3 separate regions of the Mus musculus genome follow, and all the other regions are linked to region 1. Evidence: chromatin contacts called from public promoter capture Hi-C data. All regions are on one chromosome and are shown on one strand. Each heading gives the region's core, a stretch centred on a gene start, on an enhancer-like site or on the middle of the called end of the contact. The rest is flanking DNA. Distances are from core to core; before and after follow the strand shown.

Region 1 (3,172 bases), core at 354-2,853:
ATTCTAGGGCTGTCATTCTTTTTGTTATTGTTGTTTTGTTTTGCTTTTTTTCTGAGACAGGGTTTCTCTGTGTAGCCCTGGCTGTCCTGAAACTCACTCTGTAGACCAGGCTGGCCCCGAACTCAGAAATCTGCCTGCCTCTGCCTCCCGAGTGCTGGGATTAAAGGCGTGGGCCACCAAGCCCGGCATTAGGACTGTCATTCTTACTCATGGCTCAGAACCCATTGGGGCGAACCTTCTCACCTCCTCTCCTTTAACAGCTTAATTCTGACAAGCTTTTTGAAAACGGCTTCTGGAGGAGGGTGGGTGCTCGCCCAGTCCAGAGAGCTCATGGGCTGGTTAGGCTCCAGAACGACAAACCTGATACCATCCCAACCCTGTTCTGCCCTGTTTGCTTCAGTGCATGACCCTTACGGGTCGGCACCAGGGGCTTCCTCAACCAGCTCAATGCCCTGTCAGGATACGAGCGTCTGGGAAGCTTACCCCTTCTCCTTTAATGCGAAGAGTTCTGTGGTGTGATGAGCAGATGACGGGGTCATTTGTTGGTCCCTGAGGTCTGGTCCATACCCAGTAGTTTGGTCTTGTGTTCTTACATGGGTCTTATCACCCTTTGATCGTAGTCTGTGCTCAGGGTAATCCTTGGGAGGGGCTGTGGCCCGCTGTATACCCTTGGTGGATCTTGTACCCAATACACGGCTGCCACCCCGGCTGGGAGCCCGAGGATGGGAGGCGGCAGCGGCACCAGAAGTGGCTGCCTTAGATGTCAGAGTGGGGGTTCTGTCTCTTTGTCCAGCATTGGACACGCCTTTCCTCACACGTACAGCCTTCTCCAGAGCCTGGGTCAAAAGTTCCAGCTCCTCGAGATCTTGAGAACTCGGTGCACATGCTATGAACGTCAAGAACCATGCAAGAATTCCTCCTCACTGTCCCAGGATGGATTCCCCCATGACAGCAAGCCAGAGAAAGGCCAGGGACAGCACCCATAAAAAGCAGCTAACGTTTACCTGGACTTGGGTCCTCTTCTTTGGTTTCTGGAACTGGAGATGGGGTCCTGGCTGGTTCCCTGCAAAGACAGGGCAGCCATGGTATGGTCCAAACATTCTATCCCTAAGCAGATTCCCAGCCTCAGACCCTGGATAAGGGGTAAGGATAGCAATGGCAACCGGAGTCTAAAAGCATGCATTTGTATTTGGCCTTCTAGGCCCTGGGACTCTGCATAATCCTGATGGTCCGAGGAGGGACTGGCCAGGAGGTCCTGGGTCCGCGTACCAGACCTGCAGCAGCCTCCTGGAAACGCGCAGGCTCCGCTCCAACTGCCGCTGCCGATCGGCGCAGGAGTCCAAGGCGCCCTGCAGCTCCGCTACCAGCCTGAGGACAGGTACTATGTGAGCCTCCGAACCTCGCTCCCGTCCGCCCAATTCCCTTCCGTTGCACGAGACCCACCGGTGAGCGCAGTCTGCGGGTAGTAGGTAGTTTCCTTTAACACCAAGCATTTTTGCCGCCGCCAAGGAGTCCCGCGCCTTCCGGGCAGAAGGCCGCCCACTTCCGGGTAGGCTACCCAATCTTGAGCACAGCTTGCAAGTCCAGCTCCAAAACGCGAATCCATCTCAAGCTCCACCCATCATCCCAGACTCCGCCCTAACCCCTCCCACGGGAGGACGCAAAGGCTCTGTTGGAACCTGGACAGTGCCACTGTAGATAAGATAGCTTCTGATTTGGCTAATCAGATAATGCTCTTCTGACAGGGCATCCGTGACCCTCTAAAGTTTGGTTTTTTGTCTTAACCAGGTTTTGCCGAACCTACTTTGAAAGCAGAGATAAGCGGTCTTGCTGACTCCAGGATGACTTAGCAATCAAGCATATGGCCAGAAGACAATGCTAGAACTGGGTCAAGGAACATCTTAGGAATGTCAGGCGCCAGACGTGAACAATGAAGCCCAGGGAATCTGGAGCATGTGGCACTTAGAATAGGTCTGCTAAGCTGCTCTACGTCATGGAAGGTTGTGCAAGAGACAGAGGAGTGTCAGATAGTAGATAGATAGGCGGAGGGGAGGCTGAAGCCCAGAGAATGGCCAGGAGGCCGTAGATAGGACACATGCAAACACAGCAGCTAAGGGTCAGAGCAATGGTCTTTGCCCTCAAAGATCTACCAAGCTAGGCCAGCTTGTCAATACATGGTTAATATTGACTTGTTTGGCATAGATTATCAGTACATTATGTTCTCCATCAAGTCAGTTTGTGCAATCTCATGTAGTCTCAGCTGGCCTTCAATTCACTATGTATCTGATGACCTTGAACTCATGACCTTCCTGTCTCCATTTCAATTATTTTTTACTTTTATCTTTTTTGGTTTTTCGAGACAGGGTTTCTCTGTGTAGCCCTGGATGTCCTGGAACTCACTTTGTAGACCAGGTTAGCCTCCAACTCTGAGATCCACCTGCCTCTGCCTCCCAAGTGCTGGGATTAAAGGTGTGTGCCACCACTGCCCGGCCCAATTATTTCCTAATTAAAAAACTTGTATGTCAACGTACAACTTGCATGCCTAGTGCCCAAGGAGGCCTGAAGAGGGAACTGGATCTTCTGAAATTGGAGTTATAGATGGTTGAGTGGGTTTGTGGATCTGAATTCAGGTCCTCTGGTCAAGCAGCAAATGCTACAAACCAATGAGCTGCCTCTGCAGCCTCCTTCTCCCACCTCTTAGAAGCCTGCCACTAGACACAGCTTTTCCATTTGTTTCTACGGTGAAAAATGTGCTTGGCTGCTGAAAGAAATGAGGACAGGGAACAGTGCTCAGCAGTACTGGTGATATAAATTATTAGTTCTAGAGCCCAAGAAGTAAGGTAACCCTGGTTGTTTCTGTACAAAAAGAGCAAGAAAGTTAGCCCAGTGTCAAGTGGGAAAGGGGCTGAGATCTAGGCAGTTCCACTGTCATATTTGGGATAGAAGATGGGCACCCCTACTTACACTGGGCCTCCAGTAGCCCAGGGAAACTTAAGACCTGTGGAGACTAAGACTTCATAGAAGTCAGAGGGACCCAGGTGTGTGCCTAGAGTAATTGTTTCCTACCGGTGCAGGCTGGAAGTGGGCTGAGATCTTCTTGTGTGTGTGAATCTATATATTTGTATGCCACATGTAGACCTGGTGGCCACAGAGGTGAGATACCTTCCAACTG
Region 2 (3,172 bases), core at 462-2,961, 230 kb after region 1:
TCAAAGAGTCCCTGACCCAGAAAAGGACACACCTATCCCATTTCACACTAAGACCATAAACCAGAGGTTCTCAACAGGTGGGTCCCGACCCCTTGGGGTTGCTACCAAATATCTACATTACAAATCAGCACAGTAGCAAACTTGCGGTTATGAAGTAGCAACAAAACAACTTTCCGGTTGGGAGTTCCAGAATATAAGGAACTGTATTAAAGGATGGAAGTATTAGGAAGTCTGAGAACCAATGTCATAAGTAGACCCAAGAACCTACAAGCATATGCCTTTATCCCAGCAATGGGGAGACTGAGTCAGGACCATCTCTGTGAGTTCAAGGCCAGCCAAATCTACATAGTGAGACCCTGTCTTTAAAAAACAAAAACAAAAACCAGGAACTCAGCTGGATAGTGGTGGCTCATGCCTTTAATCCCAGCACTTGGGAAGCAGAGGCAAGCAGATTTTTGAGTTCGAGGCCAACCTGGTCTACAGAGTGAGTTCCAGGACAGCCAGAACTATACAAACACTGTCTCAAACAAACAAACAAACAAACAAACAAACAAAAAACCTAGAAACTCCAAAGAGTTCCCTGAGACGGTAACTGACTCTCTCCAAGCTGAAATAAGGGAAAAAAAAATTACAGTGGGACTGAGTTCTTTCATGACAAAGAGCAGCAATATACCAGTAATACTTGTCAAACCACTTCCTGTCTGATCAAATCTACAGCTCCGTGGAACTAATGCACAGGAGATACCCAAACCACCTCTAAAAAATATCAGCACCTAGAGACGTAATCCTTGGTGCCAACACAGCCCTCGGCATACAGACACGATTTTAACTCTTTGCCATACTCCTAGGAAAAATTAAAGGGTTTAAGAGAGGAGTTACAGCCCCGGCTCCAATCTGATCCTTGACAGGAACCAGATGGACGACCTTGAACCTCAATTATCTCCATCTCTGAAGTGAATAGTAGTAATGATAGTTCGCCTTTCGAGCTTGGTTTAAGTAATGGTACAAGTCGGATTGAGCGGGGGGTGTTCCGCACATTCTTGGAAGCGTTGCTCCACCCCGTAGGGAAGGCCCAGGTCCTCAGTGGGGCGGTGCCGCCTCCCCAGGTCAGGTCCCTAATCCCTGTCTGACAGAGCGGCCCCGCCTCCAGTCTCCAGCTCCGCCCGAACTAAGGCCCGAGTGGCAGAGGAGAAGCAGAAGCTAGGGCTGATGGGCGCTGAAGAGGAGCGAGCGATGTTTGTTTGGCCAGATCGACCCCAAGGGGCTGGAGAAATGGGCTCCCTGTGAGCCTCTGCATCTGGCCCAACGGGTTAGAGGCAGTCCGAAGGGAAACCTGTGAGAGTTGTGAAGGTTTACAGACACTCGAGTAGCCAGGATCCGGGCGAGACCGTACACCGCAGCCCGGACAGAGCCGCCCGCACCCCGGCCGCACCAGGCTTCGGTAGGCTCGTTACCTTCCTCGCTGAAGGGCGCTGGGAGCCCAAGGAAGCCGCCGGAGGACAAGGCCGCCGCCGCCGCAACCCCGCCCTCGCCCGCTTCACGCCCGGCTTCGGCCCGGGCTTCTGCCGTATGAGCGGCCGTCACCCGCACTGCCATCGCGCCCTCCATGTCGCAACGCGCCACAGGAAGATGGCGGATTTACGACCATGTCGTCATAACAACGGGCCGCACCGAGGGCTGCGTGTCCGACAGGCAGGGGGCGGGACAAAAACGAATTTGACGGACAGGCAAAAAGGCGGGGCTATGGGTTGCGGTCTAGCGCGTCAGTAGAGGTGGAGCTTGGCTCTTTGAGAGCCATCAGCGCCAGACATCAGGGCGGAAGTGGGCGTGGCTTGTGTTAAATTGGCAGGACTTGGTCCAAAGTGAACTATCCGTGGAGTAAGAACTCTCCCTTTCTCTCACTTTTTTAAAAAAAGATTTATTTACTTTATGTATATGAGTACATGTACAGCTGGTTGTGAGCCTTCATATGGTTGTTGGGAATTGAATTTTTAGGACCTCTGCTTGCTCCGGTTGCTCTGGTTGCCCCACTTGCTCAGGTCAACTCCACTTGCTCAGTCCCTGCTCGCTCAGGCCTAAAGATTTATTCATTAAGTACACTGTAGCTATCTTCAGACGCATCAGAAGAGGGCGTCAGATCTCTTTACAGGTGGTTGTGAGCCACCATGTGGTTGCTGGAATTTGAACTCAGGACCTTCAAAAGAGCAGTCAGTGTTCTTAACCGCTGAGCCATCTCTCCAACCCCTTCTCTCACTTTTTTGTTTTGTTTTTTTAATGTAGTATGGTTTGTCTGCATACATGTCTGTGCACCACGTGCATGCCTAGCGCCCGTGGGGCCCAGAAGAGGGTGTCTGACCTGGAACTGGAATTACAGATGAAGTTACATGTAGGTGTTGGGAAATGAACCTAGATACACAGCCAATGTGTTCTTAGCCGCCCAGAGAATCTGAACTCTTTAGGGTTGCTACCCAATATAGAATCCTGGACTCAGACCTGGGTTGCAATGTCAGAATTTCCTGGGCATGAGAAAGAACTCCATTTGGAGATAGTTCGAGTGCTCCTTTCCAAAGACTTTTTTTGTAAAGATTTATTTTATGTATAGGAGTACACTGTAGCTGTACAGATGGTTGTGAGCCTTCATGTGGTTGTTGGATATTGAATTTAGGACCTCTGCTTGCTCTAGTCAACCTCGCTCATTCAGTCTGTACTCACTCTGGCCCAAAGATTATTTATTATAAGTACACTGTAGCTGTCTTCAGACACAACAAAAGAGGGCGTCAGATCTCATTACAGGTGGTTGTGAGCCACCATGTGGTTGCTGGGATTTGAACTCAGGACCTTCAGAACAGTCAGTGCTCTTACCCACTGAGCCAGCGAGCCAGCCCCAAGACTTTTATTCGGTATATGAAAAGTATTGAAAAGTATACATAAAAGTGACCATTTGTGACATTTAGTACACCGACTGAGTTGAGCGCTTATCACCAAAATTGGTTAACTGATTGGTTCATTGGTCGATTTGAGACAGGGTCTGGCTTTGTAGCTCCCTGTGGCCAGTAACTCGGTGGCCCCGGTAACTTGGTGCTGGGAATATGCCTGACTTAGTTCTAGAACATTTTCATCATCAAAACCTGTACTGACTGTAGCTCATTTTGGTAGCCAGCTCACCTATCAA
Region 3 (3,172 bases), core at 186-2,685, 150 kb after region 1:
GGCTTTGTGAGGGTGATGCAGATTCCATCCAGGTTCTCATGCTTATGTCTTACCCACTGAACTATCTCCCTGGTCCTAAATCAAGCTATTTTTAAAATATGATCATATTTATGATTTTGTGTGGGTTATGTTAATTATGAAGTAGAAGTGTCACTTGGCAATATGTGGCATGTTTTTTCTTCTCCTTGTGACCACTGAATGTTGTCAGATGCTATTAGTGGTCCACAGAGTAGGGTATCAGGTAAAGTTACCCATTGCCTCCTCTGGCCCTCCCTCTGCAGACTCAGGGAAGTCTGTCTGTTCAAAGCATACCCCTCTCATGAGCAGCACCATGACACAGCTGTCCTCTGTTTCTGAACTCAGGATACATTCGGGAAGGCTTCCTGGCCATGCAACATGCTGTAGACAAAGCCATCATGCGTTACCATGCCAACACCTCTGCACAGCAGCTGTTCCAGAAGCTCATGGTGATCACCAAAAGGTTCCCGTTCCCACCATACATCTCAGATCCATTCCTCATTGCCATCCAGTACCAGCTTCCTCTGCTGCTCATGCTGAGTTTCACCTACACCTCCCTCACCATCATCCGGGCTGTGGTGCAGGAGAAGGAGAAAAAACTAAAGGTAACCCTCTGTGCATGGCAAGTCAGTCTGAGAATGCTGGGTCCTGGGACTCCCTCAAAAGAATTGGCCTGTCTCAAGGCTGCTGCCCTGTGTGCTGGGACCATAAGAGCCAGGGCTCAGTATGGGCACTGCTGTGACACAAGGTTAGGAAGTCCAGCTGCTATGCTTAGATTCTGGTAGTGGGTGTGCCCTTGGTCCACAGTCTCCGTGCAGCACTTGGGGAGCTGGATTTGGGGTTGTTGGTTTTTGTTTGTTTGGGGTTTTCCGCTTGGTTTGGTTTTTTTATTTGGTTTTGTCAAGACAGGACTTCTCTGTGTAGCCCTGGCTGTCCTGTAACTCCCTCTGTCAGCATGGTTGGCCTTGAACTCAGAGATCTGCCTCCCTTTGCCTCCTGAGTGCTGGGATTAAAGGCATGTGCCACCACTGCCTGGTTTGCTTTTCATTGTTTCTTGTCTGTTTGTTTTTGTTTCTGTTTTATATTATTATCTTTATAATTTTTTTGTTTCGTTTTTTTCAAAAAGTTTTTTCATATGTGTTTTGACTATGTTTTTTCCTTCTGCTAACTCCTCCAAGATCTTCCTGGGTTTTTTTGGTTTTGATTTTTGTTTTCAGTGCTGGAAATGGAACTCAGGGCTTCAAGAATGTAAAAACTCCACCTGTGGGCCCCACTGCCAGCAAAGAGCTGAGTTTTTCCTTTCCTAGCCACTGGCAGTCCAGCTTTAGATTCCCAGAGCCCAAAGCAGCACTGCTCAGTTCAGGAACTGGGTTTCCTTGTGGCACTTCCTGACAGCCTGATAAACAAGAGAGAGGGGGGGGGAGGGGTGCTCAGAGTGTTCCACATCACCTTACCCTGTTCTTCCACAGAGACAGGAAGCACCCTTCCCTAAGGGTTCTGGGCTTCTCCTTCAAAGTGAGAACGAAAATGAATGGATGCTCGGCTCTCTTAATGCATGTCCTCAGCCACACACTTGTCAAGGCTCACAGCCCAGGAGGCTGCTGGCAGTGTGGACAGTATGACCTGCAGAGTCTTTCTGCCAACAGTGGGAGGGGCCAGGCTTCAGGACTCTGGACTTTTTTTTTTTTTTTGGTTTTTTTTTTTTTTTTTTTTTTTGGTTTTTCGAGACAGGGTTTCTCTGTATAGCCCTGGCTGTCCTGGAACTCACTTTGTAGACCGGGCTGGCCTCGAACTCAGAAATCTGCCTGCCTCTGCCTCGACTCTGGACCTTAATGCCAGCTGCCATCCCCCTGGCTTCTGGGAATCAGCTGAAGCAAAATGAAGACTTGGGAGCATCGCTTGGGAGTCTGGAATTGCTCCACAGCATATAAGGCTTCCCTGAAGGACTTAGAGAATTCATCAACTTAACATCTATTGGGTACCTGTGTCAGACCTGAACGAAGCACAAGCAGAGAAGGGGGTTTCCCAGCATGACAGAGCGTAGTGGGCGCAGTTGGGAAGTGACTTCGCGCTCATGAAATAGAGCAGAGCCACACCACACTGAGTAGTGGGCTGGAGGATAGGGCAGGCCATCATGACTTAGGAAGAAGAGGCAATTAATCTGGAGTTGACTATCAGGGACAGCCTCCCAGCTAGGGTAGCATGTGCCACTGATAAAAGATAGAAAAGAGGTGGATCTGTAGACCACAGGGCTAAGAGCTGTTGGACAAAGCATGCCCGACCACAGCCTTCTCTTTCCCCTCATGTGTGCTGGATAATTCCTGCCTGTGCTCTATAGCACAGGTATCCTGGTCTACCTTCCTGCTCTATACATGGCCCTGTCCTTATGTAAGCAGACCGGCACACGTGGGGCTCTGAGGAAAGCTAGCCGCATGCAACTGTGTGATGCTGTCTCCCATTCACAGGAGTACATGCGCATGATGGGGCTTAACAGCTGGCTACACTGGAGCGCTTGGTTCCTCATGTTCTTCCTATTCTTCCTCATCGTGGTCTCCTTCATGACCCTCCTGTTCTGTGTCAAAGTAAGTGTGGCTTCCATGAGGGCTCTGGAAAGAAGAGGGGGCGGAGACCATTCATGGCCCCTGACCTCAGGGCAAGTGTTTCCCCTGCTGTCGAAGACAAGCGGGCCTTCCCCTGACCCACACCTTTAGACCTGCCCGATTCATTTCTGCCTTCCCTGCCTCACCTGGCCGGCCTGTCCTGCAGGTGAAGAAGGACATAGCAGTCCTTTCCAACAGCGACCCCTCCCTGGTCCTGGCGTTCCTGCTGTGTTTTGCAATCTCCTCCATTTCCTTCAGCTTCATGGTCAGCACCTTCTTCAGTAAAGGTGAGCCCTGCTGTTCCCCTTAGGCCAGAGGGTGAGGGTAACCCAAGTCTAGGGAAACTAAGGGGATTTATGCACAGCTAAGGGGTTAAAGGGTGTTTGTTTTTGATGACCCAGAGGCTGAACTGAAGAGAGAACTCCTGAAAGGCTGAGGCTTAATATGACTGGTGTGAGGGAGAGGCAGACAGAAGTACAGTATAGCCTGCGGGCCTCCCAGAGTTCCCCAGGAAGAAGCTAGGCGGGGAACAGGGGTCAGAGAGCACCTGCTGT

The links. Promoter capture Hi-C pulls out the DNA fragments that hold promoters and counts their contacts. Capture Hi-C pulls out chosen DNA fragments and counts their contacts.
Region 2: a promoter capture Hi-C map of adipose tissue shows a contact between it and region 1. The contact joins the promoter of E4f1 here to the promoter of Tedc2 in region 1. A contact is called at or near these places in 16 of 39 promoter capture datasets (the 3T3-L1 cell line, 3T3-L1-derived adipocytes, the C10 cell line and 10 more), 2 of 484 Hi-C or Micro-C datasets (bone marrow-derived macrophages and regulatory T cells), 4 of 115 datasets of contacts at active chromatin or transcription factors (effector CD8 T cells, embryonic limb bud, fetal liver and 1 more) and 4 of 9 other capture datasets (adipose tissue, embryonic stem cells, liver and 1 more).
Region 3: a contact with region 1 is called in a promoter capture Hi-C map of liver. The contact joins the enhancer-like site here to the promoter of Tedc2 in region 1. A contact is called at or near these places in 8 of 39 promoter capture datasets (the C10 cell line, the HPC-7 cell line, cranial neural crest and 5 more), 7 of 484 Hi-C or Micro-C datasets (bone marrow-derived macrophages, cerebellum, germline stem cells and 3 more), 7 of 115 datasets of contacts at active chromatin or transcription factors (SST interneurons, bone marrow-derived macrophages, craniofacial prominence and 4 more) and 3 of 9 other capture datasets (adipose tissue, liver and pancreatic islet).

What each region holds. Positions count from the first base shown.
Region 1 is chr17:24,219,248-24,222,419 of GRCm38.p6, forward strand. It overlaps Tedc2 (tubulin epsilon and delta complex 2), which reads right to left and starts at 1,604. Exons shown (of 10, transcript NM_028056.2): 1 at 1,444-1,604; 2 at 1,270-1,368; 3 at 1,005-1,063; 4 at 484-886. The coding sequence starts at 1,493.
Region 2 is chr17:24,453,681-24,456,852 of GRCm38.p6, forward strand. E4f1 (E4F transcription factor 1) reads right to left here and starts at 1,712. Exons shown (of 14, transcript NM_001301784.1): 1 at 1,455-1,712. The coding sequence starts at 1,608.
Region 3 is chr17:24,373,881-24,377,052 of GRCm38.p6, forward strand. Abca3 (ATP-binding cassette, sub-family A (ABC1), member 3) reads left to right here. Exons shown (of 33, transcript NM_013855.3): 8 at 364-623; 9 at 2,484-2,600; 10 at 2,785-2,905. Among named protein-coding and RNA genes, the nearest start is that of Gm25618, 13 kb to the left of the region's middle. Within about 2 kb of position 1,436, at least 9 of the 459 cell types and tissues checked have an H3K27ac peak or open chromatin away from gene starts, as enhancers often do. A contact at or near this core is called in liver and trophoblast stem cells, where this site is marked.